Linked DNA regions of Sus scrofa: region 1 is linked to region 2. Evidence: chromatin contacts called from public HiChIP or PLAC-seq data. All regions are on one chromosome and are shown on one strand. The core of a region is the stretch at or near the end of the contact, and the rest is flanking DNA. Distances in the headings are between cores, read along the strand shown. Region 1 overlaps LOC110255761 (a long non-coding RNA gene). Region 2 has its middle 190 kb from the start of KLF12.

Region 1 (7,065 bases), core at 2,474-4,973, 140 kb after region 2:
ATATTGGTTTATCTTACATAGAGTTTAATTGATGCAAACTTGAACTTCAGTATGTTAGATTTTCCGAGAAAACACCATCCCTGTGATTTAGATGGCTATGTTTTTCTTTGAACAAAGCAAAGAGGAGCAAGGCAATTACACCTCACCTCTGTTTATTTCTTCTCTATTCACCAACCATTACAAAAATAGTGTTTAACCTCTTGTCAGATTACCTCTCAGTGTCCTTTACTGTCCAATTGCAACATTTCTCTGGGAGCCAACATCTGCATCCCTGGACAGATCAACTAGTGTGCAAAGTCCATGTTAGCTGATCAAGCATGGCTTTGTTTGCGCTTATTCACTGCGCATCCAGCACTGCGTAAGTGGTTTTGCATATTAACTAAGTGCTCAGTAACCTTCCGTTCCCTCCTCAGAGCTCCACCCCCTCCCGCCCGGCCTCCTCGGGAAATCAACACTGTTACTCACTGAGGAAGCTGCCAAGAGGTTGCCATGGCAACTGTTCTGCTTTCAGCAGCTACTTTTCTGGTTTGAAGGTGGGGCTGGGGGCTAGGGGAGGGGAGAATAAAAAAAAAAACCAAACCAAACCTGAAGAGAACCAAGCAGCTTTCTGATCAGAGTTCAGATAAAGAGGGTCCCAGTCACTTGTGGGCACTGCCTACAATAACCCAGTGGATTTGACAGTGACAGCAAAAGCAGCAAATAGACAAACTCAAAACGTAAGTACAGTGGAAGGGCACTCGTCCGATTATTTGGCAGTGGTCTTAAGCTGAAACATTTCCAACTGGTATCAGTGCCTCTCATCGAGGATGCTATTTTATGAATCTTTTCATTTTTATCAAGAGCCAAACAAAGATGATGAGGTTTCTGAGATTACAAACTGGCCAGGGGGGTAAAACAGCCCCAGAAAGGGAAGGGAGCATCTGAAAGTCATTTTCTAAAACTTCATTCAGCAGGGGAACAATGCTGCATTCAGGCAGAATGAGGGAAGACGCGTGGTGCGCCAGGTCAAGCTAGCGACCTCTGAGCTCCTGTCTTGCTTTGCCAAGGTGGGCCACATAACAGTCTCCTTCTCAAGGAAGGGCTGGGATCAGGCAGGGAAAAGTGTAAAAAATCAGAAAATGGAAAGCTGGGTCCACAGAACTGCTGGATGTCAGCGACATACGGAGCGCTGTGCTGAAAATTGCTCCAGACCCCCGGTTCCTGGAATTTCAGCAGCTCCTTGTGAAAAAGCCAATAGTTCTCAGTGGTTCCTGGCAGAAAGCTGGCAGGGCTTGGGCAGGGCCAGTTCGTGAGGGTGGCAGCGACTTCGTCTACGCCCCCTCCTTCCTGCCTCGGATGCGCCCATCACCCCAGCACACACCTGCTCGCTTCCCAGCGCTCCTCCGCGGCTGACCTTCCGTGCATTATTTATTCAGAAGTGCTCTAACCTTCCTCACACAAGCTATTTTTCTGAATCTGTATAGTTTTGCTCAGAACCTGGTAACTGCTGCAATACCCAGATCCATTTAAAGGGATTTGTAAATTAGGCAAAACCAGTACAGAGAGTCCAAACGGGATTGTAACATGTAGTGTCATGCTGGTGCCATTGTCATTACAGTCTGATGACAAGATTATTAATGTTTTTAGAGGAATAGCAAGGGACGAGCTCAGAGGTTCAGATCTCTTTAAGGACAGGCAAACGTGCAGCATGTTTGGAGCAGTGGGAGCTAGCTCTTTGCCTAAAGCAACTTATTTCTGACCTGAAATATAGCTGTTTTTGCCTAATGCTCTGTCTGAATATTTGTGTTTCCTCCTCAACCTCAAATCCATATGTTGAAATCGTTTTTTTTTTTTTTTTTTTTTAGGGCTGCACTTGCAGCCTATGAAAGTTCCCAGGCAAAGAGTCTAATCAGAGCTGCAGCTGCCAGCCTACAGAACAGCCCCAGCAAGGCAGGATCCGAGCTGTGTCTGCGACCCACACCACAGCTCATGGCAATACCAGATCCTCAACCCACTGAGCAGGGCCAGGGATCGAACCCATGTCCTCATGGATACTAGCCGGGTTTGTTACCACTGAGCCACAATGGGAACTCCCCAATGTTGAAATCCTGACTCCCCCCCAAAGATGATGGTATTGGGAGGTGGCTATTGGGAGGTGCTTACATCATGAGGGTGGGGTCCTGAATGGGATTAGGGCCTCATGAAAGAGTCCCACAGAGCTCCGTAACCCCTTCCACTATGTGGGGACCCAAGGAGGAAACAAGGAAAAATCGGCATCTGGAGAAGGTCCTCGCCTCACCCTGACCTCAGACTCCCAGCCTCTGGAACTGTGAGAAATACATTTCTGTTGTTTATAAGCCACTCAGTCTGTGGCAGTTTGTTACAGGAGCCCAAACAGACTAAGACACTCCACATTGTGGCAGAGACTATAGATTGATCATCAACTTTCTGGAAACTTTTTCACTTGCATTTTAAAATTTGTCAAGTAGAGGCATTTAATTTTTGTGTTTTTCCTTCACAGGGCCACACCTTCAGCATATAGAAGTTTCCAGGCTAGGGACTGAATCAGAGCTGCAGCTGCCGGCCTACGCCACCGTCACAGCAACACCGGATCTGAGCCACATCTGTGACCTACACCACAGCCTCAAGGCAACGCCGGATCCTTAACCCACCGAGCAAGGCCAGGGATCGAACCCTCATCCTCATGGATACTAGTTGGGTTCTTAACCCACTGAGCCACAACAGGAATGCTGTGTAGAGGCATTCTGAGGTAGGAAGGAAGAGATGACAAGGGATGGAAAGAAAACAGAAATATCAGAAAGAAGAAATTACTTAAGGACATGGACTCGAAAGCAGGGTTTACCGTTTTAGACGGTTTGTATCCTGAGTGATCTTTGTCAGTGACAAGAGAGAGTGAAATCCTTTTTGAAGATGTAAAAGAAATAAGGCCAAAGACCCAAAGCATTTTATTTGTGCAAAGTTGTGCCAAGTTCTGGAAGCCCATCCGGATGGGGACTAGACATGGGGACTGCCCCCACATCTAGGCTCTCCGAAGTGAAAGCAAAGCCCTAGGAGTTAAACACAGAGTGGGCGCTCCTGTGTATCAGTGATGTAGCTGGAGGCCCTATGTTATGTAACAGAAACAGGATGGAAAGTGACAGTTGCTCACAGACGACAGTAAATGTGATTAAATTATCTCATCAGCTTCATACTCCTGAGTATTTCTACCATGTCAGGCAACCATCCGTTCATCGGACCTGTCTGCTAGACATCACAGGCTGGAGGTATGAGTATTCAAAGAAATCCTTCCCTCGAATGGCTGACTGGGGGGATATCAAGTTTAGTCTATGCAGCGATCAGGTCCAGGAAAGAGACACGGAGAAATAATAAGGCGGGAAGGAATAAAAGCAAAGAGAAAAATTCAGAAATTTGTTTTCACTCTGCCACAGCCTCTATCCCATTCCTTTTCACTGACCTGATCTAATTCAAGCAGCTATTATCCCTGTGAAACACTGCCGCAGCTGAATTTATTTTTATTTTGCCTGCTCAAAGGCAATGTAAAGTGAATTTGAGAGCACGTCACCTTCAGGGGAAAGACTGCAGCATATTTCTCACCACCTCCCTCCTCCCCTCTGCCTGAAAAGGTTAATTTGAATAAGGCTGCTGCTTCCACAAATAGAACAGTAACCAGCACACAGAGGAACCGCCAATGGGAATGTGTTTCAGTGATGTCATACTTATACCTGCTCCTTATTATTCGCTGAGTTGTGACAATGTGTTCCTTGAATCTCACATTTTATTGGCTAAGGGTCCTGTCATTCTGAGTGCTTCTGGAGAGTTTCAGACACTGCAGTTTCTTTCCAAGCCCAGATTGTTTTTCAGCTTCTGCACTTCAACAAACTGGGGGATAATATAGAGTATTTAACACTGTCCTCCTGAAAACAAATAAAACCCTTTTATAATTTATACCTGATTTTACCCTGCCAGTGGACTTCTGATATCAGGGCCATTTGCAGGGTAAAAGCAGCTTAAGAAAAGTCTACTTTTTGCTTTAAAAAAAAAAAAAAAAAAAAAAAAAAAAAGCAAAAACTACATGAGCAGAACTTTAATTGAAGTGCTCGTAGAAAGGTCCTGCGAGGAGTTCCCTGGTAGTCTAGAGGCTGAGGATCAGTGTTGTCATTGCTGTGAATCAGGTCACTGCTGTGGCCCAGGTTCAATCCCTGGCAGGGGAACTTCTGCATGCTACAAGCTTGGCCAAAAAATGGTCTTGCTAAGCTTAATGTTGTCACCACTGACCTAATGGAAAACAAAATTATTCTGTTTGTCTTACAACAACTTATTGCTCCACAGAACAGAGCTTCCTAAAACAAACTAGCTCTGAAACGTAACAGTTTCAAGGAGAGAAGATATTGCAGGAAGGGAAACCTGCCTGGTTTATTTTTGTCCTAAGTGGATTTTATTTTTTAAAATCAAGTAGGTTTCTGTGTCATTAAAAATGTGTCTCAGGGCCCTCAGATTTCTAGGGCTTTTCTGAGGAAACTCCTGCAAACAGGTTTGAAAAGTACACTACTTGGTAGTGAAGGTGATGGTTTGATAAATCAGCTTTGTAGGAATTAGGAATTATTCAACTAACTGAAAGACTGAAAGAAATATTCCGGTCAACAGGAGGTACAAGGGTGGTTGGGAGACCAGAAATTAAAGCTGTTGCCCAAAAACTCTCAGAAATCTATGAGTGGGCAAATTCAGATCCTCAGAGACATAGAAGACAAAGTCAAGCCTCCATGGCCAGTGGTTGAAGCAGAATGTATGTAAGGAAGGTTAATTCATCACACAGGCAGGGTGGCGCATTAAGCACACCAGTGAGACGGGCAGGGCATAAAAGAAACAGTCAGATTTTAGTGGGAAGAGAGGGACTGTGTCCCGAGAACAAGAGGAACAGGAGTTCTTGTTGGGGGAATGAGATGGAGAAGGATGGGGACACACAGAAGAGACCTCCTTGAGTGGCTATACATATTGTGAGATAAATTTAGCAAAGCAGGTGCACAAATGAGCAATAGGAAGAAGTAGAGACTACCAAATATTTTGAACATCCATCTCTCAAATTCAGTCCTTAATATCAAATATTTTTGAAATGGAAATGTCTTCACAGCTGTGTATCATGGCTTATTGTCTACTGAATCTGATGAGAGGTTAACTAGGTGACATAAAACTTTGATTATGTTATACCTTCAGTAAATGCTTGTACAAAATTATTGTGGACTTTGATCATTCCATGAGACTCTTATTATGTTAGGAGCATGAAAAATGTGACCCCAAATCAAATTTAATTGTAATAAAGATGAGGGAACATAATTCTACCCTTTCATTAAAAGGTAGAATTTTATTCCCTCCTTAGAAGGATCTACAAACATGTCTATTTTACTTGAATTTCACAGTATTTCTACCAGTGCACTATGTAAAATTGGAATCCAGAGATCTGTCTGTCATAACAGGATTTTGGAATATGAAATGGCCTCTGGTGTCAGAAGATGTAGGTTCAAATCCAAGTTCCAACACTTTGTAGCTCTCTGAGCTTGGTCATGTTGATTTTGTGAAGGCTCATTTTTCTTGAGGTATAATGATGATACTCGTGTATAGGATTTTTGTGAGGATTAGACTAAGTAATGTACATACATTTTATTAATGTAGCACCTATCTCAGTAAATGAAAGGTTTTTTTGTTTTGTTTTTGTTTGTTTTAACGCTGTTGTGACCTTAAGGTCCTTCGAGGACCTATATAATCTGGCACCCGGCTCTCTATTTCTTCTCACTCTTCTTCCCTCTCCCTCTGCTCCAGCCATGTTGACCCTCTAGCCATTTCCCAAACATGCCTCACGCACTTCCACCCAGAGGACTCTGCCTTTGCAACTCCTTTTGCCTGGAACTCTTCTACTCGCAAGTCTGACCTCTTTATTCAGGCCTCAGCTCAAGTGTCAACTCCCCTGAGAAATGCGACTTAATGCTCTGTCTAAAACAGCGCCCCCTATTGCTCTCTTTCCCATTACACTAGGTTCTGCTTTTTCATGGTCACTTATCACCACTAGACATTAGGTTATGGTTGTATTTTCCCTTTGTTCATTCTCACCTGGACATCAGGTCCATGTGAGCAGCGTCTTTGATCACCTCTGTGCCCCAGAGCCTAGAGCCTAGCGAGTTCATAAAAAACTTAGCCAATAATGCTGATGATGGAAACAGCCGTGGAACCCTATGCTCTTCAGGATTACAGGGATATAGATGCACTGACCAGAGAGCAAATATCACATTGGCTTGATATTTAAAATGTTTAAAATGTATACAAAATTTTCTTATTGAGCGGAAAGGAGAGACTTAAATTTGCCCATCACATCCCAAGGACCAAACGATAAGGAGAATACAGAATCCCAATATTCTTTACACAGTGGATGCAAATAAATGCTCATCAAAGTAGATGGAATGGGAGAAAGCTGATACAAAGCACGGGGCCAGTGGTCTAGCGGAGATCCAGGGCAAATCCTGGGTGAAGAATTTTAGCTGGTCATCTTTCTGAGTTTTCTGTTTGTTTGTTTTCTGCCTTCCAGGCTCTGTTGAAATCTAATTGTCCTGGTTCTGACTCTCCTTAATTGTTGCATAGCATCTAGAGACATTGAATCCATAACAATTGGAGAGAAATATACATTCAGGATGGCGTTCAAGGCCTTCTCATCACATCCACGCATGCCTGTGCACCCACATACACACATACACGTATGGATCCAATGAAAGGATTGGCAGTTCAGAGAAGACTTTAAGATCTTTCCATTTTGGCCAACTTTCAGTTAGTCATGACGATAAAATAGACTGTTTTTAGATTTCTCTTTTCCCTGTAACTGAAGGACAATATACGACGCATAGAGCTTATGTAAGCGTTATCCCTGCTGACATTCCAAATGAGCAGATCAGCTGCCACCTAATCATTCCATTGCAGCTTGGATTTGGCAATCTTTTAGAGAATACTGAATTTGAAGGAACATCTGCCTTTTACTTCTCATTTATGCCGGCACCTCTGGCTGCTTCCAGAAACTTCCTAACA
Region 2 (6,569 bases), core at 2,899-5,398:
CTAGAGTGCCAGGCCCAGGTCCTTATGATGACTAGTGCTCTACTAACAGAGGAAACCGGCAGGATATACTGCATAAAATAATAATTATGAGGTTAGAGTGTGTATTTGAAAAAGCATGCATAAGAAGAGGGCTTAAAAATAAAAATAGATTATATCAAAGAAACCAGGCAAAAATAAATAAGTAAAAAGAGCCAGTGAAAGTCAATGATTTGCTTAAGTCCTAGGAGTTTGTTCAGAAGAGAAAGTGGGTGAGTGGATAGGGGGCTTGATGCTGGGACTTGGTGGCAGAATAGAGAGAAGAGTGAAAGGAAGGAAGTGAAATAAGCCTGGGTAATTACAAGAAGAGGGAAGGGAAAGTTGAGGTCACCAGAACAGAAGAAACAAAACAAGGAAGAATAGGAAAGAAAAATGAAAAGAGAAGAAGTATCAGTATAGTGCCTAAGAATACAAATAAGACATAATAAGGGAAGAATTAAAGATAACAAAGAGGTATGTTTCAGGACAGGCACCTCTGGCCATTGTTTGTTTTGTTTTGTTTTTTCTGTCTTTCTGCCTTTTCTAGGGCTGCTCCTGCGGCATATGGAGGTTCCCAGGCTAGGGGTCGAATCGGAGCTGTAGCCACCGGCCAACGTCAGAGCCACAGCAACACCAGATCCGAGCTGCATCTGCAACCTACACCACAGCTCATGGCAATGCTGGATCCTTAACCCACTGAGTAAGGCCAGGGATCGAACCTGCAACCTCATGGTTCCTAGTCGGATTCGTTAACCACTGAGCTGTGACAGGAACTCTTGGCCATTGTTTTCTAGTGAACAGATTCCAATAATTACAACAGTGTTTCTAGGCCTTCTTTGGAAGCCAGAATGATGAGGCAGAAAAGCTTTGGCATGAAAGAAAGATTATACTCTGGTCCTGTTTGTTGCTGTCTAGTTGAATGATCACTGCTAGATCTTTGAGCTGCTCTATTTTGTTCCCAAGATAAAATAAAAGCATATTTATAGCCTTTTTGCTCTCCAAGACTTTATGATTCTTAAATACATATTAGTTAAAATGATTAATCAGGAGTCAAAACTGGAATGTTATTGTTTATTCATGTCCTTAGGTTTTTTTTTATTGTAATTTGCTCATATTTTAATTTTCTTGTGTATCTCTTTTTATATCCCCAGTAGAAAGGGATAACACATGAAAATAGGTAGAACAACTTGTCATGCTTAAGCTCTCTGGATCTGTGACAGCAAGAGAATGTGCTAAATTATTTTTAAATATGTTAGCTTGAGAGGGCTCATTTAAATAGTTTCCTGAACTACTGAACAAATGTGTTCTTTTAAAGCCTAAAAGACTCAGTGAAGGTTATAGGTTGAATGCCTGGTCCAGATATGATTGAGAGACTAAATGCTTTTGGGTTCGAGTAATAGAAAATCCAGCTAAATAAGGCTTACGCATGTAACACATCTGGTAGCTGACAGTCGCAGAAATAGCCTCAGCTATTAAATACGATCAGCCAGGAGTCTGACGCCTTCTACCTTTCAACCTTTTGGTTTTGGCTGCATCCTTAGAATGCGGAAGGGATCGAACCTTCGTGAGAGCAATGATCTAAGCCACTGCAGTGACAATCCTGGATCCTTAGCTCACTGAGCCACACGGGAATTCCTACCCTTCAACTTTGCCATCTTTTTGTACTTGTTGGCTCATGGTTGCAAAATAGCTGCCACATCTCCAGATATCCTGTCTTCACATCAGTATTACAAGCAGAAAAGGGTAAGTTCCTATATACTATTTTGAGGCGAGAAGGGAAATGCTAGATTTTTCTTGATGTCTCATTGACCAGAACTGATTCACATGCCTTTTTTGGAAGAAGCCCTTTGACAGAAGGGAATGAGACTATCAAGAGTGACCTAGAAGAATCATGACTCTTGCCCTGGGGCTAAGTCAGGAACCTACCTTGCCTAAAATCAGAGGCTCTCTGCCCACTGCAAAGTCATGTTTCTCTTAGCAAGTAGGAATGGCATGATGACTACTGGGTAGGCAACTCACAGACTTGGCATTTTTAAGAGACGTATATGGGCAAAAATCTAGAGAAAATATTTCATTGGTGATTGGTAATTCAGGATGTCTCAATTAGATAGGATTCTGAACTAATGAATAAGCACTTTCTTCTTAGCAACTAAAAGCTTACTCCTCTTAGACAGCAATAGAGTAGATAAGGCCTCTTTAGGTCATTTTTTAATATATATATATTTTCCCCTTCTCAACATTTATTTCTATTATTTATCTCTAATTCTGTTTCTGCACTGATATTTTCCCAACTTTTTTTTGCTAATTTCCTTTCAGCTTTGTTTCATTCTTCAGACTCTGACTCACCATCTACTCTGTTCTAATATTAAATATGCAGCATTGCACATTTGATACTTACAAGAGTTCATTGGGATTCCTCCACGCCTTGAACCTTTTTCAGATATATGTTCAAACAGTTGGCTCTTCTCCCACTGTAGCCAGGTTATCGCACTGATTTATATCACCCAGCCATCCCTGCCCAACATTCACTTTGATTCTCTCCATGCTGTCTCTCTATAGATATTTGCAGCCGATACCGTGCCTTTGCAATTATGCAGAAGCAGGCATGGGCAAACGAAACCATATTTTTTTCTTTCACCAACCTAGGACTATATATTGATCCTTCCCTCTGCTCACCTTGAATGCTTTCCTTCTAATAAATTCCAGTCTCTTCTTGCACATTCGCACACTCCAATCCTGTATCTTTATCTTGTTAATTCTTTTCTCTTTATGCCCTACCTCTTCATCTGGCCAGCCACCATAGAGAGGTGCTCAAGCAAAGAAGGCATTAGAGCATAACTGAATTGGCTTCCTTGCCCACAGCATGTCCTGTGGGGAAAGGCAAGCCTTGGGACATCTGGTATACCTCCGTCCTTTGCTCACAGAGGCCAGAAGGGAGAGAACAGAAGGCTCGAGGTTTAGCCTTGGGAACTCTGGAACCAGTATAGAGTCAAGTGGAAATATCCTTTTCCCAGAGGCTGTTTCTAACTGGAGTTAGGGAAATAAACAAAAATAAAACAAACTAGAACCTCACAGATTCTAAAGAATATTGCTTTATCTGCTTTCACGCCTCTCCATATCATAAGAAGCGGGATTGGTAGGATTCAATGTGGAGTGAAAAGTTAGCAAAAATCTGGTGAGTCTGAGGTACATGAAATATCAACCAAGTCAATCTGGTAATGAACATGAAGTTGTCATTCCTGTAAAAGGAACAAGTATTAACAAAGTAGAAAACATATGCTGGGAACTGTGATTTTATAGTTAATCTCATATTTAATTTAATCCTCCATTGAATTTAATCCTCCATTGCACTTCATTGTTCCTGACGTCTAATACATAATACCATCATAACAGATCTTCTCTTTATGATCAACAAAACAGTAATCCTTCATCACAAGGAAGCAAAGAGGTATTTGTTAATTTACTTAATCAATTTATAGAGTTTGTAAAAGTACTCATTAAAGAAAGCAGGACACAAAGGACACATTTAATGAAGCATCTATGAAGTTATCACGAGCATGTTTTAAAAATACGAAAGAATGCTTCGACCAATTAGCTAAATATCCTCAAATGAATCAAACCCAGTAATTTTTAAAAGGAAAACTATTAAATTTCAAAATTTTCCAAAATTAGTGGGAATGGTTATATCAAAAATGAAATGCATATTTCATTTCATACACAAATAGTGATTTATCATTGGTTGAGCTGGCTTTAAGCCATTGAGTTTTAGGTGTATTTACCTGGTAACATAGCAAAGCTTTGATATGGTAGTTGCTCAAATTCTTTGCATCCTGAATCATCTCTGCTGTACATAGTGTCTGTGAGACACCACGGGCTCCTGTGTATGAGTTATGCCATTTGCAGGTGGTCCAACACGAACAGCTTTAGCAGCTTTCCAGCTGCTATGCAGCCTGTTCCTGCTCTCTAACCCCGGGCTGGACTCTGGCTCCCTATCTTATCTTGCTCCCTGTATTACAACTTTCTTTTGGCACCGGCGTATTTGGCTCTGAGTATTTGCTTGTGTACACCTATCCCTGACTCTGAGTTTTAACTCTTGCCCAGTCCTCCTGCCAACTTGGGTACAACAACTTGTGAAATAGTGCCACTGGTGACATTCGACACAGAGACCATGTGCCTCTTGCAGTGAGAAGATCAAAGCGCTCCCTAAGTCTGACCCAGTGCTGGCTGAAAAGCTGAACTATATCAGTGAACACGGTGACTACAGTTAGTGACTTTCTCAAGGCCATGGCTGCCCACTTAGAATGAGGCATGGAAGACTTAGGGAGTGCTTTGATCTTCTCACTGCAAGAGAGGCATAAGAAATGGAAGTAACTAGTGACAAAGACTGCACATTAGGAGGTTGCTGGAAAATGTCTGTGGCTTGTGTTCAGATAAATCACCTTTAAACAATTTTCCAACCTGAAGAGGTTGGGCTATTTTGGTAATTCTCACCTAGAAGATACTTAGAAAATAAACTGATTCCTCTGGAATAATCAAATAAGAAAATACTTGGAGTTCCCATTGTGGCTCATTGGTAATGAACCTGACAAGTATCCATGAGGATGTGGGTTTGATCCCTGGTCCCACGCAGTGGGTTAAGGATCCAGCATTGCCATAAACTGTGGTGTAGGTTGCAGACATGGCTCAAATCTGGCTTTGCTGTGGCTGTGGTGTAGATGGGCAGATGAAGCTCTGATTCAGTTCCTAACCTGGGAACTTCTATATGTCCCTAGTGCAACCCTAAAAAATGAAAAAAAAAAAATAGTAATTTGTGAACCAATGGTTAAGATTCCTATAATATGAAAATGTTAAGGATTAAAACTCAGAGCTCTTGTAACTGCCTTGCATTTATTGCAGAGCTCAAACCAATCCTGGTTTCAGACAGAAATTCTTCTCACAGATTTAATCACTGTTTGGTAGTTTCATGGAAAGAGTCCTAGAAGACTTTATGGTTTATTCCCAAGAAATGGGTTTTTGTTTGGGGCTCTTTAAAAAAAAAAACACATACAATGTTACCCACTAATTTAAACTATGGATCAAAGTATTACTATGAAAATTATGTTACCCAAGGAAAGTTTTTACTAGAACATGCCTATGACTCTCAAGAATATTGTAATATTTTGTAGTTTTCTGTGGCTACAAGAGTTCTGTTCAGATAACATAATAGTAGCAATCACCATTATTATGTACCTACTCTATGTCTGCCCCTCTGAAGATGCTTCACAGATATTACCTTTTACAGTGTTTATTCATCTTTCATAGGTGAGGACATTGATTCATAAAAATATTAATGTTTGCCTGAGCTCCCATAGCTAATAAGGGACAGAAATAAGATTCAAGTTCAGATATGTCACACTCCATTTGCAAAATGGAGAAGATGAGAATTAACACACATAGTAACTGTGAGGATTAAATGAAACTGTATATAAGGAAGCGTAACCAAGCAGGACCTATGGGGCTTTCCAGGGACATACGCCTCCCCCACATGCTCTACTTTAGCTCCTCTCTGAAGTACCCAGAGAATAGTATCTGATGGATATTTCCTGAGTTGTTTTAGGGATGGCAAAAACCTGACCAAACGAAAGAAATTAACTACTTGATGAACAGGAGCAGGTAGAGTCCCCAGACCTACAAGTGCCTAAGGATTGATAATGCTCGACCTTGTCACATCACCCTCTTACTTCACCACCAACCAATCAGAGAACTGTGCATGAGCTTATCGTATACCCTGGATGCCCCTCCTCACCTGGCCTTTAAAAATGTTTTGCTGAAACCCTTCGGAGGAGTTCTGGGTTTTTGAACATGAGCCACCTATTCTCCCTGTATTGGCACCTTACCATAAAAGCTGCACTTCCCTTCACCACAACCTGGCATCAGTAGATTGGCTTTCCTGCACGTGATCAGGTGGAGTCAAGTTTGGTTTGAAAACAGAAGTATTCTGTGAGCTTTTATACTGATAGTCAAGGTTAAGTATTGTTAATATTGCTGAACAGGCTTCGGATAGACCATACCCTTTGTCCTTGGTCAACTTCTTAAAGTATGAGGGCATGCTCCTTATGCACACTGCATTCTCAAACTGGGTAAATGAGGTAAAGGAGGAATGATAAGTTGACAAGAAGATACTCCTGGATCATTGAGTTGGGAACAGGAAACAAAGAATGATGTTGTGAATGTCATTGAGGAGGAAGAGACACACGACCTTGAAGATTGTCTAGGGGTGGGAAGATCACTGGCTAGAAGGCTGCTTGCTTCAACTTTGAGTTCACTAATCAGTTTTACAGAAAACAAGCTATGTTGCACTGCTGAAGGGGTGAACATCTGCACATGTTTCATTCCACCTTTATGAGAGTCAAATCGTTTAAAAGCAAACTAAGATGGGTCATTTTTGTTCCCTAGAAAGCAAACTAGGAAAAAGGCTCCTTGGTTGAGTCCTTTCCATTCATCCCACATAATTTTCTCACACCTATAATTATCTATTTATCTACAACTATAGCTACTGCAAACTACAGTCATTG

Evidence for each region. HiChIP or PLAC-seq counts read pairs in DNA pulled down with a chosen protein or histone mark.
Region 1: an H3K27ac HiChIP or PLAC-seq map of skeletal muscle shows a contact between it and region 2, with 2.7 times the contacts expected there. The contact joins two enhancer-like sites. A contact is called at or near these places in 1 of 5 promoter capture datasets (liver), 5 of 47 Hi-C or Micro-C datasets (liver and skeletal muscle) and 1 of 2 datasets of contacts at active chromatin or transcription factors (skeletal muscle).

The regions. Positions count from the first base shown.
Region 1 is chr11:46,633,023-46,640,087 of Sscrofa11.1, forward strand. LOC110255761 (a long non-coding RNA gene) reads left to right here. Exons shown (of 3, transcript XR_002336561.1): 1 at 1-716. It also overlaps a transcript of KLF12 not described here. Among named protein-coding and RNA genes, the nearest start is that of KLF12, 330 kb to the left of the region's middle. Within about 2 kb of position 3,724, at least 30 of the 83 cell types and tissues checked have an H3K27ac peak or open chromatin away from gene starts, as enhancers often do. A contact at or near this core is called in skeletal muscle, where this site is marked.
Region 2 is chr11:46,495,068-46,501,636 of Sscrofa11.1, forward strand. It overlaps a transcript of KLF12 not described here. Among named protein-coding and RNA genes, the nearest start is that of KLF12, 190 kb to the left of the region's middle. Within about 2 kb of position 4,149, at least 5 of the 83 cell types and tissues checked have an H3K27ac peak or open chromatin away from gene starts, as enhancers often do. A contact at or near this core is called in skeletal muscle, where this site is marked.